Linked DNA regions of Macaca mulatta: region 1 is linked to region 2. The links are chromatin contacts, called in public Hi-C maps. All regions are on one chromosome and are shown on one strand. Each heading gives the region's core, a stretch centred on a gene start, on an enhancer-like site or on the middle of the called end of the contact. The rest is flanking DNA. Distances are from core to core; before and after follow the strand shown.

Evidence for each region. A called contact is a pair of places that touch in the nucleus more often than the background predicts.
Region 1: a Hi-C map of blood shows a contact between it and region 2, with 3 times the contacts expected there. The contact joins the promoter of EDEM1 here to the promoter of ARL8B in region 2. A contact is called at or near these places in 6 of 14 Hi-C or Micro-C datasets (CD4 T cells, blood, cortical neurons and 3 more).

Annotation. Positions count from the first base shown.
Region 1 is chr2:143,920,598-143,926,008 of T2T-MMU8v2.0, forward strand. It overlaps EDEM1 (ER degradation enhancing alpha-mannosidase like protein 1), which reads left to right and starts at 1,642. Exons shown (of 12, transcript NM_001265750.1): 1 at 1,642-2,181. The coding sequence starts at 1,673.
Region 2 is chr2:143,859,289-143,864,320 of T2T-MMU8v2.0, forward strand. ARL8B (ADP ribosylation factor like GTPase 8B) reads left to right here and starts at 1,434. Exons shown (of 8, transcript XM_002808319.4): 1 at 1,434-1,552; 2 at 1,554-1,730. The coding sequence starts at 1,436.

The sequences.
Region 1 (5,411 bases), core at 392-2,891, 62 kb after region 2:
GTCCCCAGGCATCCTTCACTGAGGGGAAAAAGCAGAAGTTATGTAGTCTAAAGATCCTGACGCAAGTTGTCTTCATAATCTTTTTGCTGCTTGGGCTGCTCTCGATGTCTCAATGTTGGGAAAGAACAAGGCTCAGCCAATAGTAAGGACCTTCCTATGTGCCAGCTACCATGTGCTGTAATCAAGTGTTTTCTTAGTTCCCCCTTACACCTGCTCTGTATTTCAAAAAGTCCTCTACCCTGAAAATGTGCTGAGAGTGCCACATGACAACTTACCTTCTTATGCACTCCCTTGGTCGGCCATTCAGCCAATATCTGATTTGGGGGTCTAGTCAGGTCTTGCTTCCCAAGCTTTTCAGAAACCTTGATGAAACAGGCATAGGGTCTAAACTTAGAGCAAACCTTACAGCCAACTCCAAGTGCAGCAAGCAAAATAAATAAAACGTCTAAACCGTTGAATCTTTATGTGAAAGCCATAGCCCTTTAGAGCTAACATTTGCAACATTCTTAATTATAGGAAGTAGATATAGAGGAGTAAAGTGATTTAACTGGGAATCTACCCCACACCTCAAAAGTTAGGTCGTTAATTGCGGGTGCACAGGAGAGATGGTGGGATGGGAGGGACAAGAGAAGACATATTTAGATACATCTGGTTAATAATTTGGTGGTGGTGGGAGCCTTGATTCCCACCCCCAACCCGCACCCCCCTTTTAAAAAAATCCTATTGCCGAGACAAAAGCAATATAACATAATTTAGTATTTCCTGAAACTGCCGGTTTCTAGGAACTGCCCAAGAGTACCTATACGCACATTCCCGAGACACTGGAGTTGGATAGGTCTAGGGAGGGATCTGGGGATATGCGTTTTACAAGCATCAAGAGCGATTCTTAAAAATTGGGTGTTTAAATCAAAAGATTTATGATCTTTATGTGGCCTGCAGTTAACTGTTTTGTGCACTCCTTGAGCTAAAAGGTAGTATCCCACCCCCTCCATAAACAGACACCTAAGTTATAAAACTTCTGCCCTAGATATGCAAAAATAGTTCCTTTTATACAGAAATGATCCTTTCCTTCTTTTCAGTATGTATCTTTTAACTGTCATCACTCCTAACCTAGACCTAGAGTGGTTTTGTTCCGGTCCCAGCTCTGCCGGACACACGCTCTGCCCAGAGAGAGACCCGATCTACCCAAGGCCAGGCGGCCTAGGGCCACGTCTGTGTCTAGCGTCCGGCGGGCGCTGCCGTGCCGCTCTCCCATTGGCTGGAAGTTCCCTCGCCTGGGCCGGCGCGGCTCCTGCTCGCCACGCCAGCCCGTCGGGCTACCGACCGCCCAGGGGGGCGGAGCTTGGAGGGACGGGGCGGGGCCCGGGTGAGGGGCGGGGCCTCGGGGCGTCGCGGACGTCCCGGCGGCCTACGGCGTGGGAGGGAGTCCTGGGCCGCGCCCCGCGAGGCCGGGCCCTGGCCGGGCCAATCCCGGGCCACCGGGCGAGCGAATGCTGGGCCTGGCGGGCCCGCCCGAGAGCCTGGGGGTTGGGGACAATGGGCTAGTTCCTGGTGCGTCACGGGGGAGTTCCTTAAAGGGGAAGTGAGCCGGGCTACGGGGCGAGCGCGGGGTGCGGTGGTCGGCGGGGAGGCCCCCGCGCTTTAAAATAATGCCCGCCGCGCCCGCGCGACCATGCAATGGCGAGCGCTTGTCCTGGGGCTGGTGCTCCTCCGGCTTGGCCTCCATGGAGTATTGTGGCTCGTCTTCGGGCTGGGGCCCAGCATGGGCTTCTACCAGCGCTTTCCGCTCAGCTTCGGCTTCCAGCGTCTGAGGAGCCCCGACGGCCCCGCGTCGCCCGCCTCGGGGCCCGTGGGCCGGCCTGGGGGGCTATCTGGACCGTCGTGGCTGCAGCCGCCGGGGACCGCGGCGACGCAGAGCCCGCGCAAGGTTCCGCGGCGTCCTGAGCCGGGGGTGTGCGGCCCAGCCCACTGGGGCTACGTGCTGGGCGGCCGGGACCGCGGCCCGGACGAGTACGAGAAGCGCTACAGCGGCGCCTTCCCTCCGCAGCTGCGTGCCCAGATGCGCGACCTGGCACGGGGGATGTTCGTTTTTGGCTACGACAACTACATGGCGCACGCCTTCCCTCAGGACGAGCTCAACCCCATCCACTGCCGCGGCCGTGGGCCCGACCGCGGGGACCCGTGAGTAGCCCCCGCCGCCCGGGGCCGCGCGCCCAAGCGCTTCCTTCCGCCCTCCGCTCCGGGGTGCAGCCGTCTGTCCTCCGAGGGCGCCAGGGCCGTTAGGGTCCCGGGCAGCGTCCCCGCACCGTGTCCCGCCTGAGTCCCTGTGAAGACACCCGAGCTTGAGGGTGCGGGGTGGGCCGGTGGCCTTCCTCTCCTGATTCTCCCGCAATCTCCAAACTTCAGAACTGCTGTCCAGCTCAGTGTCTTACACATGAGGAAACTGAGGTCCAGGACCAGAAGGGACAGTGGCAGTGCCAAGGGCTGGCTTGGAGGGCTTTCCACTTCCATCTTGAGCCCCTCCTCCGGATGAACATAAACTCTAGATGAAATCTCCATGCTTCCCGTGTAAACGCAGCTTCAGAACAAGTCTTTTCCCCGTACCCCCACCTCCATCAGATTGCCACACCCACGTCCTTTCTGTGTAAAAAGCCAAGAGTTGACTTCTCCAAAGCCGTCCATTGAGTTTGAGGCAGAACGGGGTTACAGCCTCTCCTTCACAGGGGCTGCTTCTTACGCTGAGGATAGGTGGTGGGGAGGGAAGCTATGTGGCCCACATTTGGGGTCCAGATACTTGAGGTGAAATTTATTGGATGCTGAATTGACTGTCAACGTCATTACCCTGTGCGATCTGTCCTATAAATCCCCCCCTCTGGTGGCGTGGTTGTCAGGGAAGGTCAGCCAGCCCTCCCTGTCCACCAGCCTTGTTTGCAAAGGCTGAGCTCCAAGGTTCACCGCTGTTGACGTCCAAGTCCAAGAGAGCAGTACACCCAGCTAAGGACCTCTTACCTGTAGGGAAGGAGTGTGCATTGCCATAGACCCTGTTAGTCCAAATAGGTGACTCCCCTCCCCTAGATGGGAGTGGAGGAGTTGGTTTGCTCAGTGTCTTGGCACCGTCTGGGGCAAGCGTTTTCCTTCATCTGGAGGAAAGCAGTGGAATCCAGTCCTTAGGTTCTGATAAGGAAGCCTATAGACTAAACGGACTTGGGTTTTTTAAATGATGTGGTTATCTACACATTTATGTTTTAAATTGCAGTTTGAGAGCATGATTTCTACCGAAGCAAGGGGACATCCCAGGCAAAGGACTGAGCCTTTTCATAATTCTAGGGAACTGATGAGTTTTTCTTGCTTAACCATAGCGTTTATATGTATAAGTGTATATTCTATCTCAATTTTTTTTGAGAAAAAATATTAAATTTTGAAAAAAAGTTTTTGGCCTTTCCAGATTTTTTGTTTTTTGAGACGGAGTCTCGCTCTGTCGCCCAGGCAGGAGTGCAGTAGCGTGATCTCTGCTCACTGCAACCTCCGCCTCCCGGGTTAAAGTGATTCTCCTACCTCAGCCTCCCGAGTAGCTGGGACTACAGGCTCATGCCACCATGCCCCGGCTAATTTTTTGTATTTTTAGTAGAGACGGGATTTCGCCGTATTAGCCAGGATGGTCTCGACCTTCTGACCTCGTGATGCACCCGCCTGGGTCTCCCAAATTGCGGGACTTACAAGCCTGAGCCACCGTGCCTGGCCATGACCTTTCCAGATTTTAAGCAATGAATGATTTGGCTCACATAACTAGAGGGGACTTTATACCTATAAATGTATTTTCTTTCTGTCTCAGTTTTTTTGGGGGTGGGGAATAAACTTCACTAAATTGTGGTGTTTTTTTTTTTTTTTTGTCAGCCTACATCATGCTTTAATGTTTTTTCTTTTTAAATCAACATCATTAAATTTTGAATAACATCATAAAATTCCACCAGTTATTTTAAATTTATCTTTGCCACTAGTTCCTGCCCATATGTCTACCCATGTTGTACATAGGCAATCATAGTATGTGTACATATTTTGGATCTTAATTTGTGCTTTTCCACTAGTGCTTTTGGTATTACAAGAAGGGAGAGAGCACTTTCAATAAGTACCTTTATTCTTGCTCACAGACTGTTTCTCAGATTACCTTTTATCGGGTGGACTCAAGTTGAAAACAGTTTAACGGGGAATTGTGATAACACTTTCATTTGAGAATATGATGGTTTGGAGAGTGAGTTGATGACATTTTAATGTTTTTCTTAACCTTAAGAGTGCTTCTGGAGAACCTTAAGAGTCCCTTCCCAGCAAGTGAGGTGGTGGTTGATTTAACTTGCTGGTCTTCATGGTATCATGTGTGCCGTTGGCTTTTATTTCAGAATGAAAGGCTGCTGATGAGTGTTTTGGTTTGGTTATGCATTGGTTTGGTTATGTGTAAGTTAAGGTCAGGTTGCTTTGAGACAGATGTGTTATTGGAAAGAGGGTGTTAGAAGTATTGAGGAGGTGGGGATGGCATTAGGGAAGGGTTGTGCCCTGAGCTGGGTAGACCTGTTGGTTGGTAAACCTTTGTTGTCTTTGAGGAGGCCATAGAAACCTTGCGCAGACTCCTCACACTTGCCTCTTACAGAGAATGGAAAAGTTAATTTTTTGTACTCTCCTTCCTTTAATTTAACTCCTCTCAGGCTTTGCTATTTTTGTTTTAATATTTAAAATAATTTTATTTTTAATTTTTGTGGATACATAGTTAGGTGTATATATTTATAGGGTACATGAGAGATTTTGGCACAGGCATGCAATTCATAATAATCACATCGTGGAAAATTGGGTATCCAACCCCTCAAGCATTTTTCCTTTGTGTTAGAAACAATCCAATTATACTCTTTTAGTTATTTTAAAATGTACGATTATTGACTGTAGTCCTCCTGTTATGCTATCGAATACTAGGCCTCGAGGAAAGTTTAGAACCAGAATATTGTCATGCTCGCTAAAACAGGAGGGTACTTCACATCCCCAAACTAAATAATCTGTGATAAAAATCTTTCATATTTTTTGTTTGTTTGTTTAATTGACAGGGTCTTGTTCTGTCACCCAAGCTGAAGTGCAGTGGCACAATCATAGCTCACTGCACCCTTGAACTCCTGGGCTCAAGCAGTCCTTCTGCCTCAGCCTCCTGAGTAGCTGGGACTACAGCTGTGCCCCACCATGCTTGGCTAATTTTTAAAAAAAATTTTTCTGTAGAAATGGGGTCCCACTTTGTTGCCCAGGATGGTCTCGAACGCCTGGCCTCAAGCAGTCTTCCCACCTTGGCCTCCCAAAGTGCTGAGATTATAGGTGTGAGCCACCAAGCCCAGCCAAAAATCTTCCAGATTAAAAAAAAATCAAATGTATTCTAACGA
Region 2 (5,032 bases), core at 184-2,683:
TCGGTCACTGCAACCTCCGCCTCCCGGATTCAAGCGATTCTCCTGCCTCAGTCTCCGGCATAGCTGGGATTACAGGCGCATGCCACCATGTCTGGCTAATTTTTGTATTTTTAGTAGAGACGGGGTTTCACCATGTTGGTCAGGCTGGTCTTGAACTCCTGACCTGAGGTGACCTGCCCGCCTTGGCCTCCCAATGTGTTGGGATTACAGGCATGAGCCACTGCACCTGGCCTGGGCTAATTTTTTGTATCTTTAGTAGAGACAGGGTTTCACCATGTTGGCCAGGCTGGTCTCAAATTCCTGACCTCGTGATCCACCTGCCTCAGCCTCCCAAAGTGTTGGGATTACAGGCTGTGAGCCACCACGCCCAGCTCAGTTCTGGCTGGTTTTACAGAGGCCAAGCAGTTGAATGCCTTTCTGGTCCCTGATTCACTTTCTGTTTGGAGGGCCTGATTATAATACATTTACTTTATTTATTTATTAATTTTTTTTTTTGAGACAGGGTCTCACTCTGTCACCCAGGCTGAAGTGCAGTGGCATGATCTCGGCTCACTGCAACCTTCGCCTTCTGGGTTCACACAATTCTCCCACCTCAGCTTCCCAAGCAGCTGAGACTACAGGTGCATACCACCACGTTCGGCTAATTTTGTATTTTTAGTAGAGATGGGGCTTCACCATGTTGGTCAGGCTGGTCTCAAACTCCTGACCTCAGGTGATCTGCCCGCCTTGGCCTCCCAAAGTGCTGGGATTACAGGCATGAGCCACCACACCCTGCCTGATTATAATACATTTAAATATTAAGTCGCCACCCTTAAATGAACAAGGTCATATGAACCATACAGATTTGTTCACTATGTAAGTGTCAAGACCACCACCTTCATACATATTAATAGCTCCTTTCATAAGTGAAATATGTTTACTTGGCCAACCCTTCAATATAAATTCTTGTTGCACCGTTCCCTCTCTCAAAGTGCTTACTTTTTTTTTTTTTTAGCCTGAGGCTGCACTTCCTGCCTACAGGTTATAATCCTCTTCTTAAGAAATAAAGCTCTCCTTTCTAAATTTATAAACTGTGTGATTTTTAAGTTAACACTATTTTTGCTACTACCAAAAATGTAGGACAGGAAGTTTTATTCCACGCTAACTCTTCCAGAGTCTTCAAGTCTTCCTGCAGAGTAGATTGCTGATGAACGATTATAGAAAAAAAATGAATGAATGAATTAACGAATGAATAAGTGGATGAATGACGAAAGAACCAACAGTGAATGAATGGAGAGAAAGCCTCAAGGGGGCCCGCGGGTACGCTGTGCTGCGGGGCATGCCCACCAGGTGGCGCTGCAAGCGGCGGGGGGGCCTGGTCAGACGGGCCGCGCCGCTCTTGCCGTGGGTGCAGACGGCGGCGCCGGGAAGGGCGTGGGGGGGTAGGGCGAGTCATATGACCCGCTTAGCTTCCTGGCTCTGGCCGCTGCTGCCCGCCGGTGTGCGCCCGTGTCGCGCCGGGGCACCGAGGAGCCGTTGGGGGGTCTGGGCGGAGGCCCGCTCGTGTGGAAGTCGTCGACGTCGCTGCTCGTCCGTCCTCCCGTCCGTCCTCGATCCCGGCCGCCATCATGCTGGCGCTCATCTCCCGCCTGCTGGACTGGTTCCGTTCGCTCTTCTGGAAGGAGGAGATGGAGCTGACGCTCGTGGGGCTGCAGTACTCGGGCAAGACCACCTTCGTCAATGTCATCGCGGTGAGTGCCCGCCCACTCTCTCGCCCGGGGCTCCGCAGCCCGGAGTCCGGCCCGGCGCCTCTAGAAGGCCTGAGTCTAGAAGGCCCTCGGCGCGATGGGACTGATGGCGGGGGGGGGGGGGGCGTGCGAAGCTGGGCCTGTCGCCTCCCGAGGGCCAGAATTTGGAATTTCCCGCGTGTTGGCGGCGCGGGGAGTAGCACTGAGATCGGCAGCGGAAGGGTTAAGTCTATGTAGACATTTTCCAAGGGCTGTGTCCTCAACGCCGCGGGGGCTCGGAAAGAGTTAAATTGGGCTTGTCACATTTTTTAAAGCACTTGGGGATTGGGGTTTCCATTGGGTTTGCCCAGTAGGGGCAGCCAAAGAGTTAAGTCCAGTTTGTCACTTTCCCAAAGGGTGGGATTTGGCAAATCCGTCAGCCCTATGAGAAAGCGTAAGCATTAAGATCCTCTCTTAAGTTGCCACTTTGGACCAATAGCCCCATTGTGAAAGCAGGAGACCAGTGTGGGCGCCTTCCTGAATTTTGTGGGCAGCTCGCCCCATCTAATTTAGTTACTTGTTTTCACCCGTCACCCAGGCGCGGAGGCCAAGCTGATTGCTGAGCTCCAGCTAGCCCACAATACATAGTATTTATGAAGCTAAAAGTTAATTGTTTTAAGAGAGTAGATAAGATGGATCTGCAGTCAGCATAAAGTTAACTACCCTGCGAAAAAGGGGTTGGTCTTTCAATGGTGTTTTTCACTTGAAGAGAAAAGAAGGTACTGGGCAGGTACACAGCTTAGCAGGCGCAGGGAATGGGTGGAAGGAAAATTGCAGGGAGGACTTACATAGAATGTGGTGTTTGTTCATCAATGATTGAGTAAAAAGATGATTATTTCGTTTTGCTTGTTTGGTTGGTTGGGAAAGAAATAGGAGCGAAAAATTTCTCCTTGATCTTTATTTAGAGCCCAGGAGTTGCTGTGACTCAGTTTTAGCTGGTAGTGGCTTGTACACGCCAGGGGAGTTTTAGAACTGTTCTGAAGAGAGATGGCAGCAGTTCTTCCACCTTTTCAATGACTGTTGAAATCCTGAAGACTAGCTGTCCGACTGGTTAGGTTACACAAGAATAATTCAAACACAGCTTTCATGTTTGAGAAAATAGGTAACTTGTGATTCTTAGTCCTTGCAGTAATAAAGCAACAGGAGTAAGTCTTGGAGAAAAAGAGATTAGCAGAAACCCCAACGTCCTTTGAAGAATGGTGTGTATAAGGAAGCTTGACCTGCTTGTTGTTCGGATCCTTTTCTAATATTATTATTATTACTTTTTTTTTTTTTTGAGACGGAGTTTCGCATTGTCCCCCAGGCTGGAGTGCAGTGGCGAGATCTCAGCTCACTGCAACCTCCACCTCCCACGTTCAAGCGATTTTCCTGCCTCCACCTCCTGAGTAGCTGGGATTACAGACGTCCTCCACCACGGCCGGCTAATTACTTTTAGTAGAGACGGGTTTTGCTGTGTTGCTCAGACTGGTCTCAAACTCCTGACCTCATGTGATCCACCCGACTTGGACTCTTAAATTGCTGGGATTACAGGCGTGAGCCACCGTGCCTGGCCGCCTATTGTAATATTATGATTTTTTGAGCTTCCACAGGAATAGAAGGGTGGAATGTGTATCTAAAACCACTAATTTTTTTTTTTTTTTTTTTTTTTTTTTCTGGTAGAGACAAGATCTTCCTATGTTGCCCAGGCCAGCCTTGAGCTCCTGGGCTCAATCGAGCCTCCTGCCTTGGCCTCCTAAAGTGCTGGGATTACAGGCATGAGCCACTGTTCCTGGCCTAATACCACTAAAATTAATGAGGAAAAATGAACTTACATATTTATATTAGAATTTACATATTTTATATTAGAATTTTTTTCTTTTCTTTTTTTTTTTTTTGAAGACAGGATCTTCGCCCAGACTGGAGTGCAGTGGTGCAGTCGTAGCTCACTGCAGCCTCCAACTCCTGGGCTCATGTGATCCTCCCTGCCTCAGCCTCCCAAGTAGCTGGGACTACAGGCACGTGCCACTACCGTGGCTGGCTATTTATTTATTTATTTATTTTTTAATTTTTTTTTATAGAGATGGGCTCTTGCTATGTTGCCAGGGCTGGTCTTGAACTGCTGGCCTCAAGCAGTCTTCCTGCCTTGGCCTTCCAGCGTACTGGGATTATAGGCTTGAAGCATCACATCCTGCTAGAACTTTTATATAATGTGGAAAAGATGAGGCGTAAGCTTGAGTGAAGTTGAGCTCAGTTAACTAAATTTTCTCATGTCCCCTTGAGCTGAGAATTGGAGTCATCTTGTAAATCTTGTTCTTTTGACAACATTGAATTAATGTATCATGTAGATAGGTGTATTAATACAGCCAGTTGTATTTGTTGCAGTTAGGTCGTTATGCATGGGAAGTCTGAAAAGTTGAGCAAATCTTTGAGGAACTTCTTGCTGATTTTCATGCTTCTGTTTTCAGTAGACAGTGTAGCTTAATGAGCATGACCTTTGAAGTCAGACAACCCTGGATTTGAAATCTGGCTCTGCCACTTAGCAGCCTTATATCCTCTTTGAGTCCTTACTTTCCCATCTACTAAATGGAGGTAATGATATATTTCTTACAGAGTTACTCTAGGGATTAAATGACATGAAAAATGTTAAGTAGCTAGCACTCATATTGGCCCACAGAAGGGGATAGGTAAATGGTAACTGTTGTTATTATTTGTAATTGGGTGTACCCATTGAATGCAGGAACAATGGCTTGAAAAATACTGAGAAGGGACTCAGGTAGTATCATTTTCTACTTTGAATCACTGTCTATCCAGATGTGGGCTGCAGTAGTGGATTTATGGATTGTGGAAAGTGATCACATCATGTGTTCCCCCCACCCCCCCCATTAGATTATTATGCTTAACAACAACAAAACTAATGCAAAGCTGTTGAAGTCAAAGTGAACCAGTGGCTCCACTATTACCTCTTTTAATATGGAGTCCTGCTCTGTTGCCCAGGCTGGAGTGCAGTGGCGTGATCTTGGCTGACTGCAGCCTCTGCCTCCTGGGTTCAGGCTATTCTTGTGCCTCAGCCTACCGAGTAGCTGGGACTACAGGTGACTGCCACCACACCCAGCTAATTTTTGTATTTTTAGTAGAGATGGGGTTTCACTATGTTGGGCAGGCTGTTCTTGAACTCTTGGTCTCAAGTAATGTGCCTGCCTTGGTCTCCCAAAGTGCTGGGATTACAGGTGTGAGCCACTGTGCCTGGCCCACTGTTATCATTAGACTATCCTTTTAAAAACTGTAAT